Linked DNA regions of Sus scrofa: regions 1 and 2 are each linked to region 3. A link is a contact called in public HiChIP or PLAC-seq data. All regions are on one chromosome and are shown on one strand. Each heading gives the region's core, a stretch centred on a gene start, on an enhancer-like site or on the middle of the called end of the contact. The rest is flanking DNA. Distances are from core to core; before and after follow the strand shown. Region 1 holds the start of ZBTB24 (zinc finger and BTB domain-containing protein 24). Region 2 holds the start of CD164 (sialomucin core protein 24). Region 3 holds the start of CEP57L1 (centrosomal protein CEP57L1).

Evidence for each region. HiChIP or PLAC-seq counts read pairs in DNA pulled down with a chosen protein or histone mark.
Region 1: an H3K27ac HiChIP or PLAC-seq map of alveolar macrophages shows a contact between it and region 3. The contact joins the promoter of ZBTB24 here to the promoter of CEP57L1 in region 3. A contact is called at or near these places in 2 of 47 Hi-C or Micro-C datasets (psoas muscle and skeletal muscle) and 1 of 2 datasets of contacts at active chromatin or transcription factors (alveolar macrophages).
Region 2: an H3K27ac HiChIP or PLAC-seq map of alveolar macrophages shows a contact between it and region 3. The contact joins the promoter of CD164 here to the promoter of CEP57L1 in region 3. A contact is called at or near these places in 1 of 5 promoter capture datasets (liver), 5 of 47 Hi-C or Micro-C datasets (embryonic fibroblasts, epiblast stem cells, fibroblasts and 2 more) and 2 of 2 datasets of contacts at active chromatin or transcription factors (alveolar macrophages and skeletal muscle).

The regions. Positions count from the first base shown.
Region 1 is chr1:75,547,369-75,550,319 of Sscrofa11.1, forward strand. It overlaps ZBTB24 (zinc finger and BTB domain-containing protein 24), which reads right to left and starts at 1,427. Exons shown (of 6, transcript XR_002343809.1): 1 at 1,255-1,427; 2 at 1-469.
Region 2 is chr1:75,456,645-75,459,610 of Sscrofa11.1, forward strand. It overlaps CD164 (sialomucin core protein 24), which reads right to left and starts at 1,496. Exons shown (of 7, transcript XM_001924626.5): 1 at 1,441-1,496; 2 at 972-1,330. The coding sequence starts at 1,149. It overlaps LOC102164525 (a long non-coding RNA gene), which reads left to right and starts at 1,600. Exons shown (of 4, transcript XR_300811.3): 1 at 1,600-1,690.
Region 3 is chr1:75,169,730-75,172,915 of Sscrofa11.1, forward strand. CEP57L1 (centrosomal protein CEP57L1) reads left to right here and starts at 1,264. Exons shown (of 11, transcript XM_021090896.1): 1 at 1,264-1,653. The coding sequence starts at 1,531. SESN1 (sestrin-1) reads right to left here and starts at 645. Exons shown (of 10, transcript XM_021090855.1): 1 at 1-645.

The sequences.
Region 1 (2,951 bases), core at 177-2,676, 380 kb after region 3:
ACTGGAGCACCAGCTGTGTTCAATGTTGCTGGCTTTGGGGAGCTATGGTTATTTTGAAAGTCTGCGTAAGCCTTTACCAGGTCATAGACTTTTAAGAACTGGGCAGTAGCCAGGATTTGTTCTGTACTTTTCTCACTGGCCTGGAGACAACCTGTGTAGATAAATTCCAGCAGGATACCAAAAGTGTCGGCAACCATGCCTTCTAGCATATAAATGGACTGGCCGATCTCTCCTTCTTCAGCAAACATCATTGAGAAGTACTCACTACTGGCAGCCAGTAAGGCTTTGTGGGCCCGGAAATGCACATTCTCCACAATTAAAGTAATGTCACAGAGAAAGCCTTTCTTCCTCTGGTCCTCAAAACTGGCCAGGACAGTGTCACTGTGAGTGTCTGAGTGTACAATAAGCTGCCCTGAAGGCTCTGATGATATTTCTGCCATTTTCTTTAGGCTCTCAAGAAGGATTTGGCCTGAAATAAGAAAACAAAGGTTTTTTTGTTCCACCTTGCCAGTGGAAGTTTCCAAGACAGGTATTGAACCCACGCCACAGCAACAACCCAAGCTGCTGCAGACACCCCAAGAGAACTTCAGAAAATAATGCTTAAAAGGCAGGACACATTGTCTAACCAGGTTAATCCCAGCCCAAAGGAACCTAGAGTCACTTCACTTTGTTAATTGAATTTTACCACTTATCACTTTTAAAAGTCTATTTAAAAACTTAGCTTTGGGTTCCTATTGAACCCTTATCCAGCTGGGTGAACTTCCGACGTTCCCGGGACCTCTCAGGGTCTGTTTTCTTTTCTGTAAAATGAAGGAATCGGATCAATCGTCTCTGAAGTCCTACCCTGCACTAACTTTCCATAGTTGCACAAATATCAGAATGAAAACTAGTGTCTCGACTTTACATATTATTAGCTAGTCTGTGAAACAAAAATGGAAAGGGCGAAGAAAATGTATGTGTACAAAGTCAATTTGGGGGTAGCAGCAATTGAGTAGTAATAACGTAAGGCACATCCGGCTTCGCTTTGGAAGGGAGGCGTGGATTGCCCACGTTGGGCTATCAGACTGCGCGCGGGCAATTCCCCGGGGCCCTGGGTCCGCCGACCTGGGGGCGGGACGAGGGGACGCTGGGACGCGGGTACTCCCGCATCTCCTACCCGGGCCCCTCGGGCCGGACCGAGGAGCGGCCAGCTGGGCAGGGTCGACACGGACGCGGATGCCGCGCCCACCAACGGTGGGCCAGTAGCGGACCTACCTCTCTGGACGTCCGGCGGGGTCTGGATCGCGACTGGCCCACCCAGCGGCCTGGCAGGCGCACTCGCGCCAGGCCGGCCCAGGCCCCCAGCTCCGCCTGGCCAGCCGCCGGCGTCCCCGCGCCGCCCGGCTCCTACCTCTGCGCCGCAGCCGCCGCCAACCCGGAAGCGCCGGCGCCGGGAGCCGCCTGCGCGGACGCCGCACCACGTGGCCCGCAGGGGCGCCCCTGGGCGGGGCGGGGCCTGAGGTCCCCGGAGGCGGCGCAGGGAGGGCGTCTGGTGTTCACAGTGGGTAGAGGACGGTGGGCGGTAATGCTGTTGTCACTCTGCAGCTACGGAAGTTTTACATCCGGTTAGCTGCTCACTGACACCTTAATGAGTTTTGTCTCTTCCCTTTCCTGGACGCTGAAGCTGGCTTTCGGTCTCCAATAAGTGACGAATGAATGAAAGCGCCTGTACATTCACCGTCGTCATAGTCCAATGCCTTAGTTCAAGGGAGTGAAGAGAGGCTGTAGACAGATCTGGGTACTGAGGGGTCTTGATCAAGTGACTTATCTTCTCTACCATATTCGCCTTACTTGTAAAATGGAGAGCTTGACACCAGTGCCAACACTGGGTGGCGGTGGGGCAGACAAGATTAAGTATGCCATGGGCTTAATGTTTTAATTCATGTCTACTATGATTATTCTTCATACTTTCAGCGTCTTTCTTCAATACACTGTTAAGCTTTTCTAACAAGCCTTAGTTGCAGGGTTGTTTCCTCCAATACATGGCATGTCACACCCAGAGACTGGAATCACTCCCCTGCTTAGAACCCATTTTGGCTCCCTTGTTCCCTCCTAATGGAGGCCAAGCTTCTGGATATGGTCCATGAGCCCCACCCAAATCTAGTCCCCTTCTACTTTTTTCTCCAACTATTTCAGCATTTTCTCACAATTTATGGTTCATTAATATCTAATTGTTTATAAGTTATGCCCCTCAACACACCCTTCCAGATGCCCAGCATGTCCTCTCTCTAGTCTCCAAAATTTTGAAATTACCCCCGGTTCTTTAAAATTTTTACTACTGTGTAGATATCCACAAAACAATTTACTGGGATTGGGATTGGGATTGCTTTGAATATATAGATCAAATTGGAAAGAACTATCATCTTGACAATATCGAGTCTTCCTACTCACAACATTGAATGTCTCTCCATTTATTTAGTTCTTAGATTTCATTAATTAGAGTTTTACAGTTTTCCTCATATATTTTACATATTAGATTTATACCTTAATGTTCATTTCATTTGGGTGCTGATATATTGTGGAGGTTTTTTTTGTTTGTTTGTTTTTTTGTTTGTTTAGGGCGGCACATGGAGGCTCCCAAGCCAGGGGTCAAATCAGAGCTATAGCCGCTGGCGTTCGCCACAGCAACGCCAGCTCCAAGCTTTGTCTTCGACCTATACCACAGTTCACTGCAACACTGGGTCTTTAACCCACTGAGCAAGGCCAGGGATCAAACCTGCATCTTGATGGAAACTAGCTGGATTCATTTCCACTGAGCGACGACAGGAATTTCCACTGAGAATTTTTATCATGAGTGGGTGTTGGATTTTTCTTCTTTAACCTGTTAATATAGTGGATTATATTAATTGATATTTGAATGTTGACCCAGTCTTGCATACTCTTCTTTAAATGTCTGGTGGAAATCACCAGTG
Region 2 (2,966 bases), core at 246-2,745, 290 kb after region 3:
ATTAGAACAGCCAATCACACTAGACTGCAGGTTTTAGATATCTAGAGAAGTTCTTCACCTTATTACCTCAAATTTATCTCCCCCTCTCTCGTGTGTTGTCAAAGCACTGCCAAATTCTGCTAAGAGATTTAGTGTATGCCTAAACCAGTTCCCAGATCGTCTGTAGAGCTTAATAAAAGGTGTTCCAGACCGGGCTTTAGAAAATCCAGAGACCTGGGTTCGAATCTCAGCTTCTCAAACTACTAAACATAGGGTTTTGACACAGTTAATTTATCTCCTTCCATCTCCTAAGTTTCACCACCTATCTTTGAGTTTGAGATATATGCGAAGTACCAGATATACGAATGGGTATGGTACTTTTCCTCCATTGCACATATAGCATGGGGCGTATTAAGCTTTAATTAATTAAAAGCTCCAACCTCAAATACATCCCATACCTATCCGCAAAATCGATGTAATTAAATCCCAAGCCACTTATTTTTTCACACCCAGGTCTGAGGCACCAGAAAACGTTAACGTCTTCAGCGTCTCTTTCCCTCTTTCGCCAACCTCAGGAGAAGCCTGCCTTCGAAAAGAAAACCTGGGTGGACAAACGACTAACGCCAACGAGAGGGAATTCGGTCTCGTCGCCAACTTTGGAGGCGGCCGCCTCGCCCCATAATCAACCTCACCGCTGCCACCGCGGAAGGAAGCCACGTCCCCTCTTCCGAGCCTGAAGTCAGGCTGGGGATTACGAGGCACTTTTAAACAGCACCACGGCGCGGGATACTGTGAGGTCGGAAACCGCCGCCCCTTCCCCCCAGGGCGCTTCCCCACCTCGGCCACCGCGGCCACCTCGGCCTGGTCCCGGCTGGACTCGGACGGGCCGCCATGTTGCCTGAGCGCGGCCCGCCCGGGCCCCGGCTCCGCGGGCATCGCGGGCGGCTCCGCCCGGGAGAAGAGCGTAGGAAGCCCGTAGGACCGGCGCCCACCTGGTGCTGGAGTGGGGAGCGTCTTCGGCGGCGCGGAGGTTGTCTGGGTGGTGGGCGGTGAAAGCCAGGGTGTAGTCGTACTCGGAGGCAGGATGGTGCTGTTCTTCGCCGCTGTCAGCACGCAGAGCGCGGCCAGGCAGCCGACGGCCCAAAGAAGCTGGCGGGAGAGCCCCAACATCGCGTCCTTCGCGCTGGCGTCCAAGCGAAAGATGAGGTGCTCAACGGAGCGTGCGTCCCTCTGTCCCCTGCGGCGATGCCCTCGAGATTTCGCTCCCCCCGCGGGAGCGTGCCGGGGTCACGTGAGCTACCCCAGGGCCGCGGCGTGCGGAGGCGGGGCGCTGGCGACACCAACTGGAATCCTACGGGAGGGGGAACAGGAACATCGAGAGGAAACCTGAAGGAAGCTGTCCCTCCAAGCGACTGTATATAGCGAAGAAACTGGACAGACACATAAAATTCTTTTCTTTACCCTGAGACTGTCACAAGGATGCGGCTGGGCTTTTCTCGTTCCGGCAACAGAGAAGGCTCCCACCCCGTCTTGGATGGGACAAGCTATATGACGTAGCCACGGCGTCGTGGCGGTGAATCGGCTATACCCCACGTGACCCCCGGAGCCGCGCCCCTAGGACCCGAGTACCGCAAGGCGGAAGTAGTTTCCAGGCGTTTCGCTCAGGACCCGGGCAGGCATAAAGTTTGTACTGCCCTCGCGCGTTGCCAAGGTGCTTGCATAAGTATCCTTCTCAGGACCCGCGCGTTTCCCATTGAAAGTGGGTTTTGTTGTAAGTGACCTCGTGTTAGGAAATCCCAGGGAAATGGAGATACCGCGCGCGGTTCAGTTTTTGCTCTGGCGCCCACACTACGTGAGCGGCTGAGACACTGAAAGCGTTCTCCTGCTTTCCAGCCGGAGCCGCACACCATCTGCCTCTGTCACACTTTCACACCTTGAGTTTTCTGAGTCTCTCGCGGTTTCAGCCAGTGAGCGGTGGCAGCCGCCGGTCCGTGCCACTGCTATAGTGGAAGCATCAAAGACGGTAGAGTTGGAAATCCATCTGGGTTGTTCCCACCCCCACTTTACAGGTGAAGAAACCGAGACTCAGAAAAGTGACTCGACTGAAAGGCACAATTGCTTGGCGTCATGGCTGGATTTTGAAATGCCTGTTAATATTCTGCCACTGCTCAGGCTTTTAGTAGGGATGAGCGCCATCTGATGCTCAGTCTCACAAAAATATTTACGCGTACAGCCATGCTTCTATCAAATGGTAAAAGTTGGATTATAAAGCTGTTTTCAGCTATTTGTATTTATCATTTAATTTTAATTGCGCACACCTATCCTAAAAAGAAAAAGTAACGCAACATCAGTAGCTTTTGTGAGATGTACCCCGCTATGGAATCCACCCCCCCCCAAAAGATGACTGTGTAAGCTATTTACCTTGTTTACCTAAACTTGAAGGCTTTCCTAAACCTACAATCAAATCAGTGGGGTGCTTGTGTACCCTCCTGACTATAAACATTTGTTCCATGAACTAGGCTAGTTAGAGATTGCTTGGATGTAAGCCAGAAACTCGTTTTTTTACTGGTCCAACTTGCCATCCAAAGCATGAGAGTACAACCAAGTAAGTAAGTGAGGTCTCATCATCAGCCTTCAAACCTATCTCTTCAGTCAGGATTCCTCTCACACAGTATTTATTTAGCACATGACCATCTGATACCAGACCAAATGAAGGCACTAGTCAACTTTTTTTTTAATGTTGAAAATGTAATAGAAGTTCTGTTTTCTTCCCATACCCGGATGGATTGTCTCCATGCTAAGATGAAAACACGCTATTGTGGAGGCCACTGTTTTACAGTTTGCCACGGGGTGTTCAACTCTAGTTGTCAAATTTTTGTTGGTCTTCGTAAGGGGACATTTCACTCTTGTTTTTAAGACTAAAAAAGCATCAGCTTATTTAGCACAGCATCTGTTGAGCCAGGTCAAGGAAGACTTCCAAAGTTATT
Region 3 (3,186 bases), core at 14-2,513:
CCCTCTCCTTCTACCCGGAGTAGCAGTCTTCTAGTCAGACAAAAAAAAAAAAAAAAAAAAAAAAAGTTGGAAAGTTGAAACCTTACAGAGCTGGCTTTGCTGGACAGTGTCGGGGAAGTGTTCCTCTCCGTCTCTCGGGGTCAGCGGATATCCTCAAGCCGTGGAGCTGTCAAATCCGTGCTCTGCCCCAAAAGGCTGGATACAGTTGAACGCTCTGCAGCCACTCGGTGTTTTTTGTCCGTGCAGCCACGGTGTTCTCGGGAGCGTTCCCACCCCGCCCCTCCTCCGGCACCAGTCCCCGCCCTCCGCAGCTCCTCCCGCCCGGCCGGGCGCTGGCTGGAAAGGCTCGCCGAACCCTGGCTCGCTGGACGCCGCGGCTAGAGACCCTGGCGCTCCCCAGGGGCTGCAGTCTCGTGCAGCCTCTGTCTCGGTGGTGGCGTTGGAGGAACGCGTCTCTGGCTCTGCGGATTCAGAATCCACGGGCTGACGCTGCTTCTCTTCCAATCCCGGTATCCTCGCCCACTGCCGGCCAACCCAAACCGGCACAGGGCAGCCCAGCAATCCCCGATCGCGGGGCTGGGCCGCGAAGCTGGCGGAGCGGCAGGGCCCCAGGCGCAGAACCCGCCCCTTCGCCCAGCCCCATCGATGGGGCTCGGCCCAGAGGGCGGGAGCGGGGAGGGGAGACGGGGTCCTCACCCCCAGCCCCTCCCCTTTCTCCGCCCGGCACAAGCCAGGAGCCGCCCCTGCCCCTGCCCCTGCGCCCTCTTCCCCGCCCAAGCAGACGCGACCCGCTGAGGCAAAGCCATCGGAAAAAGCCCCGCCCTCCAACAAGCTACCTCCGGACCCCGAGCCCGCGAGCGGCCGCCAACCGCTGACGGCTGCTACGCATGCGTAACGGTGGGCCGGGCGCATGCGCCTTAAGAGGCACCGAATCTGCTCGGGGGGCGTTTTTTTTTTTTGTTTTTTGGTTTTTTTGGTTTTTTTTTGCCTTGACGTTCGGCTTCTTTGGGCTGAACGGGGGTAACGAAAAGTTGAAATACGCCGAAATTATCACACACGAGACAAGAACCGCAAATAAGGAGGGCACAGATAAACTCCTGGAAGAACTCGAATCAAAATTTAAAATCAGAGGAAAAAATAGAAACTCTTTATTGCGCCAAACACCAGATTTAAGAAGGCAGGGCGTCCTCGCATTGACTTCTGGGAAGTGTAGTTCTGGTGCTGTAGGCGCGTTCTGTTTGAGACAGAAACTACAGCTCCCGGGAGCCACTGCGACGTTGCCTGTGGCTCCCTGCGAGCCAACGGCTAGCGCTGCCGGAGATTTGACTGAGAGATTTGGCTTGGTGAGCACTGTGGGCTTGGCTGACACTTTTCCTTTGACAGTATTTTTCCTTCCTCCATTTCCTGTGGGATTTTAGAAAGGAAGCCGTCTCCTTAGAGCTGTACTCCTTAGTCCAGGGACTATCAGTAATCTACGTGGGAAGAACTAGTCCGAGTGCCCAAGACCGCGGGCGCGTTGAGAGGACATGGATGGTCGGAAAGAGCTGCATAAGGTCAGGCAAGAGGGATGCTGTGGAAACTAGTGCTCCGCGGTGCTACCTCTGCTTCTGCTCTGTCAGGTGGGCTCACGCGGGATGGACTCAGTATCCCTGTGTAAGTGCACCTTTGTTTGCCATTGCATAGGATTGTTTGAGGCTTTATTTGCGCAGAAGAAATCCTGTGCCACACTTTGAAAGAGAGTTGTCAAATCCTTTTTGTACAAAACTGAAGGGAAAAGAATCCCTCGTGTTCCTAGATATGAATATTTGCAGGCTTTAAGAATACCATATGGAAAAAAGACTTATAAAAATCTCTAAAATTTAGTAATTTTAAAAGATTAAATAATTTGTTTGCATATTGCTGTTTGAAGTCATTCTTCTTGAGAAAAGTTGAGGTTTGAAGGGCTATCACTGGACTGATAACAAATTAGTTTTAATTTTTCATGTTGCACAATACATGCGTTTCTAAAACTTAGTTTCTAAAAACCAAGTACTGGACAAGTGGAAAACGCACAGTTCCCATCTAGTTAAACTAATGGTTAAACATTATACAATACATATATAAAGTACAGTACACACATTAAACATACAGTACTATATGATATTATTAGGATGGCTAGAAAGATCACTTAGGCCGGTCTTGGAAAGTCAGGGAAATCTTCATCTCAGGGAAAGAGGGTCAAAAGAACAGCATATGGTGAGGCCAAGAGTGAGGGAGATAGTAATTTCAGGAAACTGCAATAAGCCAAAATCATATACATTTCAGGAGGAATAGCTTTTTGTGTTTTGATGTACAATACAGCAAAGAGAAAAGAGTAAAGAGCAGAAAAGAGAAACGTACTATGAATTTTCCAGATAGTTTCTGAAAGTGACCTATCCTTGAACAGAGTTCTGATGAATTGGTTTAATTTGGAAAGCCTAGAACATTCTAATGTTGCTTGTTTAAATCAGAATTTTAAAAAATGAGAACTTCCTTCTTATGAGTATGATTTCAGAAAACAAAGCCACTCCTTCTTGTGTCTTTTGGGGTGGGGGGAGGCTCATCTTCCTTTGTCCAACCCACAAAGGATAGGGTAGTTTCTTAAGTGTGGGTCTCCTTTTTACTTTGTGATTGAGTATGATCTCATTCATAGCCATGGTTTCACCACCACCTATGACTTAAATGTATAATTTCATCCAACTTCACCTTTTAGCTTTGTTTCACCACCACCTATGACTTAAATGTATAATTTCATCCAGCTTCACCTTTTAGCTTTCTTATGCCCATCTCTATGGTGTTTCTTCTTGGATATCTCAAAAGCACCTCAGACTTAACATGCCTAAAACCAAATGAACAGTATCTTTTATGAATCTGATTATTTCCCAGTGTTCCCTATTTCACTTAGGGCACTGCCATGCACTTGTGAAAATTTGAAACCTATGCATTATCCTTGATTTCCTAATGTCCTTCATACCTCTGTAGCCAAATTATTTTTAAGTACTCTCAATTTTGTCTCCCAAATATCCCTCAAATCCATCCTTTGCCTCCATCTACATAAGCACAGTCTTTTCTAAACTGCCATAAACTCTTGCCAGGAATGGTGAAATAGTGATTATTCACTCTGGCCTTTCTCCATTAGTTCTCCACACAGCAGCCAGAATCATCTTT